Regions from separate parts of the Sus scrofa genome. Here region 1 is linked to region 2. The links are chromatin contacts, called in public Hi-C maps. All regions are on one chromosome and are shown on one strand. Each heading gives the region's core, a stretch centred on a gene start, on an enhancer-like site or on the middle of the called end of the contact. The rest is flanking DNA. Distances are from core to core; before and after follow the strand shown. Region 1 overlaps LOC102166619 (a long non-coding RNA gene). Region 2 holds the start of CAND1 (cullin-associated NEDD8-dissociated protein 1).

The links. A called contact is a pair of places that touch in the nucleus more often than the background predicts.
Region 1: a Hi-C map of skeletal muscle shows a contact between it and region 2, with 4 times the contacts expected there. The contact joins the enhancer-like site here to the promoter of CAND1 in region 2. A contact is called at or near these places in 1 of 5 promoter capture datasets (liver), 2 of 47 Hi-C or Micro-C datasets (embryonic fibroblasts and skeletal muscle) and 1 of 2 datasets of contacts at active chromatin or transcription factors (skeletal muscle).

What each region holds. Positions count from the first base shown.
Region 1 is chr5:32,274,340-32,280,347 of Sscrofa11.1, forward strand. The region is part of intron 2 of LOC102166619 (a long non-coding RNA gene); the gene reads right to left. Among named protein-coding and RNA genes, the nearest start is that of IFNG, 210 kb to the right of the region's middle. Within about 2 kb of position 3,007, at least 2 of the 83 cell types and tissues checked have an H3K27ac peak or open chromatin away from gene starts, as enhancers often do. A contact at or near this core is called in skeletal muscle, where this site is marked.
Region 2 is chr5:31,655,985-31,662,177 of Sscrofa11.1, forward strand. CAND1 (cullin-associated NEDD8-dissociated protein 1) reads left to right here and starts at 1,524. Exons shown (of 16, transcript XM_003126362.4): 1 at 1,524-2,016. The coding sequence starts at 1,949.

The DNA of each region.
Region 1 (6,008 bases), core at 1,757-4,256, 620 kb after region 2:
CCAATAACTTGTTTCCATTTCACTAGCGACCCCTAACTGCAAGGAATGAGGCAGACTAGCCACATCTCATCCTATGAGAAGGAGAGAATAGAAGATGGAGGGGAGTTAAGACTCCCTCCCCAGTGTATCCACAAGAGAACAAAAGAATTAGCAAATTTCCTTCCCCAATGATCTAAAGATAAGTAGAAAATTGAGGGATTTCTCTGAATACAAAAGGACCCTCACCCTATTAAACACACACACACACACACACACACACACACACACACACACACCATGCAAAAACAGATGCATTTTTCATGAGCAAATGCAAAAAAAAAAAAAAAGGAACAGGGTTAAGAAAGAAAATATCTTCTAGTCAAATATTGTGTGTGTGTGTGAGAGAGAGAGAGAGAAAGTGTGTGTAATGTGTGTGTGTGTGCATGTGTGTGTCAATGCAGGAACCCTACTGAGGTTCTAGTATAAAAGTTAATAATCCAAGTTTGTTCCTGCACAAGGAGGTTCCTGAAGAACAGATGGGGATCAGCATTTCCTCCGGGTCCTGTTGCAAAGTCAGTTCTCAAAAACAGTACATGCTGGGGGGAGCAGCCCATCATGGAAAGAGGCTTGAGCACAGAGGCCAAGCTTAGGGAACAATGGAATAGAGACAGGCCAGACAGGATAGGCCATCCAGAGCACTGCCCAGAAAAATTCCCGCCACCTCTGCCAGTTTCTGAACTGCTCGTGTAGGGGGATTTCTGCTCTTACTCAATCAGCTGGTTTATCTTCCCCCAAATGGTATGTTGAGAGGAGGCTGTTTAGTTGCCAGCTAAATCAGCCTCTCCGGCTACTGATATAGCAGCTTTCACAAACATAAAAGTTGAAAAATAAAGCTTGGCAAATTGGTTCTACTTTTCAGGAAAATGATGGATCATATTACAGACAGAGATTTCTGTCTATCATGTAGACATATATTTCTGTCTACAATATATGTCTATAATAAGAGATTTCTGGGAAGAAATATAGCAGAGACTCTGTCATGGTATCTTTTGGAGGAGGCAATGGGACCCCCCTCATGACCTCTGTCCCACAATTGAGGGAACACTGCTCTGTAACTCTATGAACATAGACACAGTAAATTGTTGTTACTGGAAGTGAGGTGTACACACACACTGATGCATGTGCAAAAGCAGACCCATTTTCAAGCAGTCAAATGCAAGGACAAAAAAAAAAATCTGATTACACAACCACAGTGTTTATCAATTTTTCCAAAAAGACACAAACACTTAAATTTGCCTAACAATGATGTTGACTTAAGTCAGTTGCTGAATTTTTAAACTTCATTTATTACTCGTTTTTGATAAATGATCATGGGTGTTTTTAAGAACAGCAACTCTTGAACTAAAGGGTTCTCATTATTCAAGGAATAACAGGGCAAACCCTGCTTCATGTCCTTCAGGATTTTTAGAGACTACAATTGCCAATATAAGTAAAAATATACAAAACAAAACAACACTTAAAATATCACCCACCTCTGATAATGCTTTTGGTGCCTCTGTCATCTCAGGAATCGGAAATCCTGTGCCAATTTCTGTCATGGCTCAGTGGTTAACGAATCCGACTAGGAACCATAAGGTTGCGGCTTCAATCCCTGGCCCCCTCTGTGGGTTAAGGATCCGATGTTGCCGTGAGCTAGGATCCCAAGTTGCTGTGGCTGTGGTGTAGGCCAGCGGCTACAGCTCTGATTGGACCCCTACCCTGGGAACCTCCATTTGCCATGGGTGCGGCCCTAGAAAAGACAAAAAAAAAAAAAAAATTGGAGTTCCTGTCGTGGCGCAGCAGAAACAAATCCATGAGGTTGCAGGGTTGATCCCTGGCCTCGCTCAGTGGGTTAAGGATCTGGCATTGCCATGAGCTATGGTGTAGGTCGCAGACGAGGCTTGGATACCACATTGCTGTGGCCGTGGTGTAGGCCGGCGGCTACAGCGCAGATTAGACCCCTAGCCTGGGAACCTCCATGTGCCATGGGTGTGGCCCTAAAAAGACAAAAAAAAGCAAAAAAAAAAGTTAAAAAAAAAAAAAGAAATTCTATTCCTTTAGTTCCTTGGGTCATCTCAGGGTTCAACAAGGCTGACCAATCTCAGGCCCTGGTGTTCTCCTAACTCTCTAGAGATCTGCAAGAACTGTGCTCCCAACCTTCATCCTGGTTACACCCAAGGTCATCCTCAGGCATAAACTGACTAGCCAAAGTAATGGATCAAGTACATCAGAAGTTTTCCTCTTTGCATTTGGCTAAATCCCAATTGTCTATTTGCAAAAGGAGTGGTCTGTAGAAACAGAACTGATGGATTCTATCAGCAAATGGATTACTTGCAAGGATGCCTCACCTCTAAAATGCTTGCCCCAGGGAACACACTACAAGGCATGGTGAGTGCTAGGGTTTAGATCTGTTCACAATGGATTTAAATCTGTCCACGTTTGCTCTCTGACTCAGGAAGGACAGCAAAAGGCCTGAGGACTGGATGAAGGTGAACAAGAAACTGGCTCTCTTCTTCTCTGGAAATTGAGGTGTCCTCAGCCAGGTTAGAACACAGGATCGAGAAAAATCACCATAGCGGTTTTTTTTATTCTTAATGGAAATGACTTAGTTATATTGTAGAAAAAAGTTTTAAACATTGATCTCCCCAATAAAAGAGATAAACTGGATACATGCAAGTGGACAACAGGCAGGGGCCAGCAAATTCATTACTGGTTTCACCACTTCTTAGATAATGTGTCCATGGCCAGATCTCTTAATATCTCTAAACCTTAAGTTTTCTCACCTCTAAAATGGAAGTTTGGTGCTATACTAATTTTAGGGAAGGAAAAAAAAAAGCGTCTATATGCATCCCTAAAACAAAAAGAGTGCCTAATGTTAAGTTTCCTCATCTCCCCTTAAGAGGAACATTTGTCAGATCAGAAGATAATATTAGTAACCACAGAAGGTCCTGCAAGGTCAAGTTTTACCTCTGACGTCTCAAACTGCTTACGTAATGGTACTTAAACCAGAATCATGTGGAAGCCCAATTAAAAGCACATTGCCTTCCTATACTAGGACACTGGGATGCAGCAAGTTTGGGGAGGAATCTGCATTTTAACAACCTTGCTGATAATCTGGAAGTTCACCAAAGCCTGAAACCCAATAGGTTAGGGCGATGTCAATATAATGACAGAAAATAGTCGTTTTGATTTACTCTAATAATTTTATCTTTAAAGTAGATTAAAAGATATATTCGATCCGTTAATAAAATTGCAATTCTAAAAACTCTATGTAAGTATTGCCTAAATCTCTTAGTGCTTCAATGTAGCTAAGCCATGAGGTAGAAACCGTAAAGCTTGCTGATTTCACAGACGGTAAAATTCCAGTTCAAATGTCATGCCTCTCGGGGAAGTCTCCCTGACTATCTCAGCCCCTTTTGTGGGATTAATCAAATCTTGTGGTTTCTGGCTCTTAGCAAATTGTATTTCCATTCACTGCCTACATGGTTTCTGGAGGGGGAAACATTAGTCATGCGATCTGCTCCCCCCTTCAACATAGTACCAGCTACATAGTAAGCCTTAAGTAAATGCATGCTGAATTTCACTATAAATTTCTTAAATGAACTTACACTTATTTTATAAAATTAAGAATATGTAAAAAATTTAGACATAACTACTGGCAACACTTTGAAATAACTGTTTGAATTTGCAAGTCCATTAACCTCTTTCAGAAAAAAAATGTTTCCTAATCTCACGTTTTCTCTTAGGAAGGAAAAATGAAGCAATTTGCTCACAAACTTCCCCTTAAATTAAACATTGATTTAGCATCTCTTATTGAATATAATCCCCTCTTCTCTGCTGTGTGACTTCTTTTAAATGGGCTGGCAATGGATGAATAATAAGCAACTCCTTTTACAAATATTTAAAGACACCACTCAAACAAAACAAAAACCTCTTTCCACATCAATTTAGTGAGCCCTTAATTATTCTTCCTAAGCACACAGGATCATAAAAGGCAGACTGCGCACAGTTTCCCTCCTGCTGAAATGACATGAGAGAAGATTTTAGGGAAGTGCTGAAAGGAATCAGTAATTGCCCACTGACTTGTCATGCACGTATATTAGTAGATGAACCAGAAGCAAAGCAGCAACAGTAGCAACAGTGCTGAGTTTTGTGGTGGCTTCCATAAACTGGTCCCTGTCCTTAGGGAACCCATCATCTCTGGAAAAGACCTATACATGAACAGTTAATTACCAGGGAAGGTGAGAAATACTCTCTGGAACATATAGAGCTGTGCTATGGGAATGAATAAAAGGGAAGAGCTGCCTGGGGATCAGGTGTGACAGACTGGAAAACATCTGATCCAAGTATTGAAGGATGAATAGTTCTCCCAAAGCTATTCCTAAGGACAGGTATTACATTTACTGAGCTTGCTTCATAGGTGGTCAGGGTCAGCACCCTCAAAAAGAGTAAAAGTTTAACAATAAAATATATGAGCCAATGAAGGATTCGGGATTAGAGTTGCCTAAACAGATGCTAACAGCCTAGCCAGTATATTTAGATCACATAAAATCCAGTTATGCTCCTGAAAATGCAGGCAGCAAGATGACCAATTTAATAGGAGAGGGAAAAGGAGGCACATGTAAGCTATAAAGGATTTATTCACTTCCCCCAATAAAGACTAAGCCCGTCCACATACGTTTGTTAATTTATGAATTTTCCAATTCATAGTCCAGAGACAAACTGTGCCATTTTAAAATAGCTTTTACAGATAATCTACAGGATTTTATTTAGACCCATCACCTTGATCTTTATTTCTGCCTCATTCAGCTCAGCATCTTATTTGTTGGATTCATAAACTGGGTATTTAATTAGATTACTTAGCGACACCTAGTGGTGGAGACTGGAACCAAAGACTACTTTGACCATGAAGTTTTGTGCCTCTACCTTCATGCTTTGTCCAAGAAAGCCCTCATATTCCAAGTTTTCTTTTCAACCCATTGTAATGATATGCGACGGTTAATCTTATGTGTCAACTTGGCTCGGCCAATAGATGCCTAAATCAAATATTATTACTGGGTATGTGTGTCAAGAGTGTTTCTGATGAGATTAGCATTTGAGTAAATAGACAGACCTCTCTGAAGGGGATGAGCATCATTCCTTGAGGACCTAAATAGAATAAAAGGCAGAGGAAGGAGTATTTGTCCCCTTTTGCTTTCTGCCTGTCTGCTTGAGCTGGGACCTTGATCTCCAGCACTTAGACTGGGATTTATACCATCAGCTCCTTTGGTTTTCAGGCGTTCAGACTTAAGACTGGAATTACAGAAAAGAAAAACATGGACTTGGAGAATAGATTTGTGGTTGCCAAGGGGGTGGGGGAGGGAGTGGGATGGATTGGGAACTTGGGGTTAATAGATGCAAACTATTGCCTTTGGGGTGGATAAGCAATGAGATCCTGCTGTGCAGCACTGGGAACTACATCTAGTCACTTATGATGGAGCATGATAATGGGAGAAAAAAAGAATCTATATGTGTATGTGTAACTGGGTCACCATGCTGTACAGCAGAAAATTGACAGAACACTGTAAACCAGCTAGAATGAAAAAAATAAAAATCATTATATAAGAACAAAAAAGGCTGGACTTAACACCACTGGCCCTTCTGGGCCTCCAGCTTGCAGACAGCAGATGGTGGGATTTCTCAGCTTCCATAATTGCATGAGCCAATTCTTCATAATACATCTTTCCAGATCTATAGTGATATCCATATCTATAACTTATTGGTTCTGTTTCTCCAGAGAACCTTGACTAACCCTAGATACTAAAACAAATCCACACAAGCAGTCTGACCTGAAATATAATTGATTAGAGAGAGAACAAGAAAAAGAGAAGAACAAGAGGGAGAGAGAGGGAAAGTGATGCCTAGTTCAAGTTGAAGGGGTGTGTTAGAACACAGAGGAGCCAAGGTCAGTCATGAGGGTATTTATTATATGACTACATTCATATCACGAA
Region 2 (6,193 bases), core at 274-2,773:
TAAAAGGATACATGGAAACAAGAGTAATGGGAAATTTAAATATGAATTACGAGGTCAGATCACGTTTCCTCTATTTTAATTGTTATTGCCTATAACTGTGCCTGCCTTTTCAAAGACACTAAACAACGGTTTGGTAAACAGAAGAAAGAATAATAGAGAAACGTTGGGATTTAGCACTTGGATGAAAGGAGCTATTCAATCCCCCCCTCCTGCCTCTCTCTCTCTCTCTTTTTTTTTTTTTAGGTCCTGTTATCTCAATTCGCGTAAAGGAGTTAAAAATGTGCATCGTGGAGTTCCTGTGGTGGCTCAGTGGTTAACAAATCCGACTAGGAACCATGAGGTTGTGGGTTCGATCCCTGGCCTTGCTCAGTGGGTCAAGGATCTGACGTTGCAGAGACCTGTGGTGAAGGTCGCAGACGCGGCTCGGATCCAGCGTTGCTGTGGCTCTGGCGTAGGCCAGTGGCTACAGCTCGGATTCAACCCCTAGCCTGGGAACCTCCTTATGCTGTGGGAGCCACCCAAGAAAATGGCAAAAAGACAAAAAAAAAACAAAAAAGTGCATCCTAAAATACATCACTGATTTCTGTGTCTGTATGTTTTAGGGAACAATAAAATAGCTGTAGGATTACCAATCCCACAATTGCGCAATACAGAGGGTGACAGTTTAGCCATTCTAAATGAAAGGAATAAGTCTCCAATACAATCATCAGTCGTTGGCCGTTCATCTGTACTAAGCTCCGTCTTCCTTTAGGGGACTGGCTCTAGAACGCATTTTGGGAGTGCCCAGCAAAAGCTCAGCTGTCTTAAGAGAATAAGGCTACCATCACTTTTAATAATTCGTATTAAGAAATCGCTGCTAGGCCTCTGCCAAGAATATCCACTCATCCGCAATGCGCCTGCCCAGACCGCAGCAGCCTAGCTCAGGAGACACCCTAGAACAGCAAACACCGACGTAAGAAAAAATCCGAATCTGCTGCAGAAAACTACTCCACTGCGCTTCAAAGGTTCTATCCAACACAGCCGCCTCGCTAGACTACAAATCCCAGGATTCCCTACTCCACCAGAAGCCAATAAGGAAGCTACAAGTTCCTTCAACCAATCACATCCTGACCCAGTGTACCATGCCGACTGAATTCTGGGATTTGTGGTTTTCACGTGGCAACATTACACCGTCGTGGTTAAGGCACTGTAGGCCACGCGTCCGATTTGGAACGAAAGCTCCTTCTCATGATTCTTCTGTTGCTTTTCAGGCTAACCTCTTGATTAGCATTTCTCCGATCCTTATACTCCTTAAAAATCGTAAACTATTTTTCTTACTGTCATAGAGGAAAAAAAAAATCATGTTATTTTTGGATGAAGGTATGCTTGTCCCACTGGCCCCCCCATTCCTTAACCGTCGCTTTCAAGTCTCGCGATAACAGCCTCTTTTGGTCGTTGTCATGCCTCCTGGAAGGTGGGTCACGCGAAGACTGACATAGGCCTTAGCCAACAGAATTGTTCTTTACCTAGCGTCTCCACAGCGTGCGTGGGGGTCCTCCGTGAACCCTGACCTGAGCTCTGGGTAAGCGTCCCGCGTCTACTACCCCCGCCCCCGGAGCGAAGGAGGCGGGTTTTGGCCTCTTGCCCTGTGGAGGGAGTGGGAGCGAGACAGGCCCGAGTGGAAGTGTCTGGCTCCCCGGAGCGGCCCTGCAGTATTCCTCGCTGCCCATGAGCTCGTTCTCCAGCGAGCAGCGCCGTCGTTAGGCCAGCCGGGTAGCCTCTGCTTCCCCCGGGACAGGCCCACGCCTCGTCGGGGAGGGGGCAGCCTGTCGAGGCGCCTCCCTAGTCAGCGTCTGCGTCGCGCTGCGACCCTGGAAGCGGGAGCCGCCGCGAGCGAGAGGAGGAGCCCCAGCGGCGGCAGCGGGCAGGAGCACCAGCAGCGCCAGCGGGCGGGATCGAGGCCGTCAACATGGCGAGCGCCTCGTACCACATTTCCAATTTGCTGGAAAAAATGACATCCAGCGACAAGGACTTCAGGTGAGGCCGAAATCCGACTCTCAGCCCACCTCGGAGTCCCCCATCCGCGGCCCTGGCCCTCACACAGGCCTTGCCCCACCCCTTTGGCCTTAACCGGTTCCTCGGCTTTCCCGAGGTCTCCAGCCCACCCTCCGCTCCCCGATCCCGGCGGGCCCCTTTTCTCGCCCGCCTTCTCACCCCCTCCCCCCATTCTTTGCTTTAGGCCGTTGCCCGCCTCGGGTCCTAGGCCCTTTCTGCATCCCCCAACGCCTCCACTGCATGCCCTGCCCTCCCGGGACGTGCCTTTGGCGTCCCAGGTAGCGCGAAAGGGGCGAGATCACGCACTATTGTGGGGAATGGAGTTGCTTTCGGCTTGAAGACCCAGAAGCCGGCCTACCCGCTGGTCTGCCCGAGGCGCTAGGCCGCCCCGCTTGCAGGGCCCGAGCTGCTGCTTGCTGCCCACTCGGGGACCCATCTGCCATCTCCTTTCCCGCAGATATGAGCGGGCCTTGGTGCATTCAGCTTGAACGATTTCCTTTTTTCCCAGCTCTTCGGGGATTGGATTATAAACTTTTTCTTTGGATTATCCCTTTGGTGAAGATGGGAAGGAGGAGGGGGAACCAGGATGGTGAAAACTTGACTCGTTAGGGTTTTCCCGCCAGCATCTCTTGTCATTTTCCCTTGTCAGGTGAAAACCCAAGCAGGAACTCGGGGTTTCAGTCTCATTTCCTTATATCCAAAATTAACTGCCAGAAAGGTGAATTGCCGAACCGTAAACAAAAAGGTACACCGAGCGATGGATCTTATTAAAAGAAGGAATTTTCTAATAGGGGGATGGTGAATATGAAGCTTTGTTGTGGAAGTTCTGTTCCAGGAGACTTGTGCGGTTGGTTCCAAACCTTGGTAACATGCATATTGAAGAATTGTTATATTTTCAAGGATTATCTTGGTTCCTTTATTTTTTTGCATTGCAGTAATTGATACATTCTCCCTTCTTGCCTCCTATCCCGTCACAAAATAAATTAGCTCCTGATCTAAAAAAGCTTTTTATATGTTTTATACTTGTTTTGTTCTCTAGTGGTTGTATTTTGTATGCATTTTAAAGGGAAGAACAAACAGTCTTCAATTTAAAGTTTGGCTGGAGGGCTTTTTTTTTTTTGTATGAGCAATATGCTTTAACACCTGAAAACATGCCTAAATCTTAAATCTTATGTATTGGGGAAAAAATTTTGATTTTAGAGGAGAATCATGAAAAATGTAAATATCGTGTTCCTAATTAAGTTGGTATGCTGGCATATTAAAATGGCCAATGAAATACAGTTTTGGTTCTGTGACTGCAAAGCCAAAAAGAATTTTCATGAAGTTTTTCTTCCTAGGGAGTTTTTCAGTATTGCATATGGAAATTGAAAATTAGTTTGCTAATAATAAAGATTTTAGTATTACTTTTTGGAAGAGACGTGTTTATTTGGGTATTTTAGTATTTCTAGATTTTTGAGTCCTAGGGTCAAAACCAAGATTATTGGGGGAAACAAAAGTTTCTGTTTTTCAAAGGATGAAAATGTAGTTTACTTTCCTTTGAAGCTTTGCCTTCTCCCAGTGCAGGCCTTTGAGATTTAAAGCAACGTTTGAACAGAACTTAGATAAGAAACTTTAAGCACTGTAGTGTGTGGTGTGTTTGCTCACCCACCTTCTGTCAGTTTTGCTCTTTCTGTAAAAGTACTGAATTTCATTCTGATTGTATTTTAGTCTAAAGATTGGACTTTCCCTAGAGTAGTACAGTTTTGTTCCATTAGTCAGAATTACTAACTATGGATACTAGTGTATGGATAATATGTTTAGAGTAAAAAAATCAAGTGGTGATACTACATGTGTGATTATTGGCTGAAACTTCCTTAAATTTCTTTTAAAGGAAAGGTAATACATGATTCAGGGTTTTGGGTTTTTTTATTAATTGGAAGAGTAATGCTTTGATGTTAAGGTGTACTCAGTGTTGAACTTGATGAGGATTATCAATTTAGTCTTGAATAAATCAAAACATTGCTTGGAGGATTACTATGGTCTTTTAAAAATGTGATACTGCTGAATTTCTAGTAGTTAAATATTATAGAAGGTATGTATAGAAACAGTAAGTGACTTAAAATAATTTGTCATCAAGATATTTTTAATAACTATGTTTTTAAGACTTGTAATATGCTGAAGCCTTTTAATTAATAGACCAGTCTTTGGATATGAAGTACTATGTAAATTAAATTACTGACATATAAAAGATTAATTAAAATACCATATGTAGTCAAGTATTTTGAAGATTTTTCTGTGTATTTTCAGTACAGGTACTTCCTTGAATACGTGTATTTTATCTTAAAATGCTTTCTAATTTCTTGTTAGAAATTTACTTACGTGTTTATTTTGGTGTAGTTATCATAGTTGTAGTTACATGTTTTAAAATACCTAGTTCTAGAAGGATCAAGATCATTATAGAAAATCGAAACATGTGCAAACGACCCTACCTTGTGCTAAGTGGGGAAGAAACCAAAACATCCAAAAGGAAGAAAAAAACTATTTTCCTCTTGGTGGAATCCAAAGAGAATATGACCTGCTAGTCGCAAGATTCAGGTTCTAGACATGTAGGATTCTTTGTTGTGAACTATCTGCAGGATCTTGGGCAGGCTGCTTACTTTGGGATTAAATTTTCAATTTTGAGAGACTTGTCCAATGGGTGATTACAGAAGGTCCCTTAGAGGCTCAGATTTTCAGGTCTCAGGATAGCTACCATAGTTTCTTGTTTGTTTTTGTTTTTAATTTAAAGAACATAAATGTGTGCAGGCTTCAACATTTTGGAATGTCAGCATTTTGAAAAGGATCTTTTTGTAGGACTTAAATTATAGGTTCAGTTTATTGGGGGGAAAACCCAAAACCAAGTATCCTTCTTCTTTCATGTTTTGTATTCTGTAGTCTTTGAAGGTGGAATATTCAGGTTCACTGCTAGTAAGTAGGTGATTCTGTTTTAAAACAGAATGAAAACTTTACTGTGTGTAAACAAAGCAAAGGCTTCATTTACAAATATTAATATTGAATATTCAGTGGGTTGAGGCCACTAATGAGGTTCAGCTTTTATTTTCATATGCTTTGCCACCAGTTGAATTAAAAGTATTTCAGGGAATCAAGAGCTGAAGAAAAATTTACGGTTCTTTTATCTCTGTACATGATAGTTAATATTAATGCTTACTGTGGACTTTATGCACTTGACCCTCTTTATCCTTACTGCTTTAATAAAGTGGATGCTAGCAGTCTGTTTCAACTGAGGAAACTGAGGGAAGATCTGGCAATGCTAATTACTTGCCCAAGGTCAGACAGTAGTCGATCAGGGATTTCCAGTTACTTCCAGAGCATGAACTTTTAACTATCATATCCTGCTTCTCCAGGCCTTTGACTAGGGGAGTAAGATCTTAAATTTCAGTTACCTTTGAGTTAGGATTGTGGAGTATTTTGTGTTAGAAGACACTTTAAGTAATTCCCTGAGAGGGGCTACAAAAAGTTGAAGATAAGTGCTTGCCTTCAGTATTATTTTCATGCTTGTTGAATGGGTAAGACATCTGTAAAAAGATAACCCAGGGCGTATGTAGTTTTCAGGCGTAAGTGGCAGAGAAGATGAAGGCAAGGAGATTCTTGTTCAAGGAGTGATCTGAGTTAGGTCTTGAAGTTCTAGGTAGAGAAAATAAGTACAGGAGTGAAAGCACATTATACAAAACTCCACTGGGGAAGATAATCTTGGAGCAGGTAGGGACCTTGTCTTACTGAACTGAATTCTCCACTCTGCCTTGGCTATGTGGGTTCTCAATAGGTATTTCTTTTAGTTGAATTGGATTTTAGTTTCGAAGTTAAGAAAAAAAAAGCATGTAAGGATTGGGGAAGTTTCTTCTAGAAGTCATTGGGAAATATACCAATCTATTTTTCAAATACCGTATGATACAGTCATAAATGATGCATTGTAAAGTTTCCTAACTTGATAATGGATTCTATCACTAAATTTATTTATGTTTTGGATATTGAAAGGCATTTGCTCTTGGAAACTGTTTAAATGCTACTAAAAATCTCAGGCCTTTTATAGAATCGCTGGCTTTCAGACCTGGAAGGCACATTAGAGATCCTATAACAAAGTTGAAAGTGCTCTGTGGACATTTACAGTAATGTAACAGGA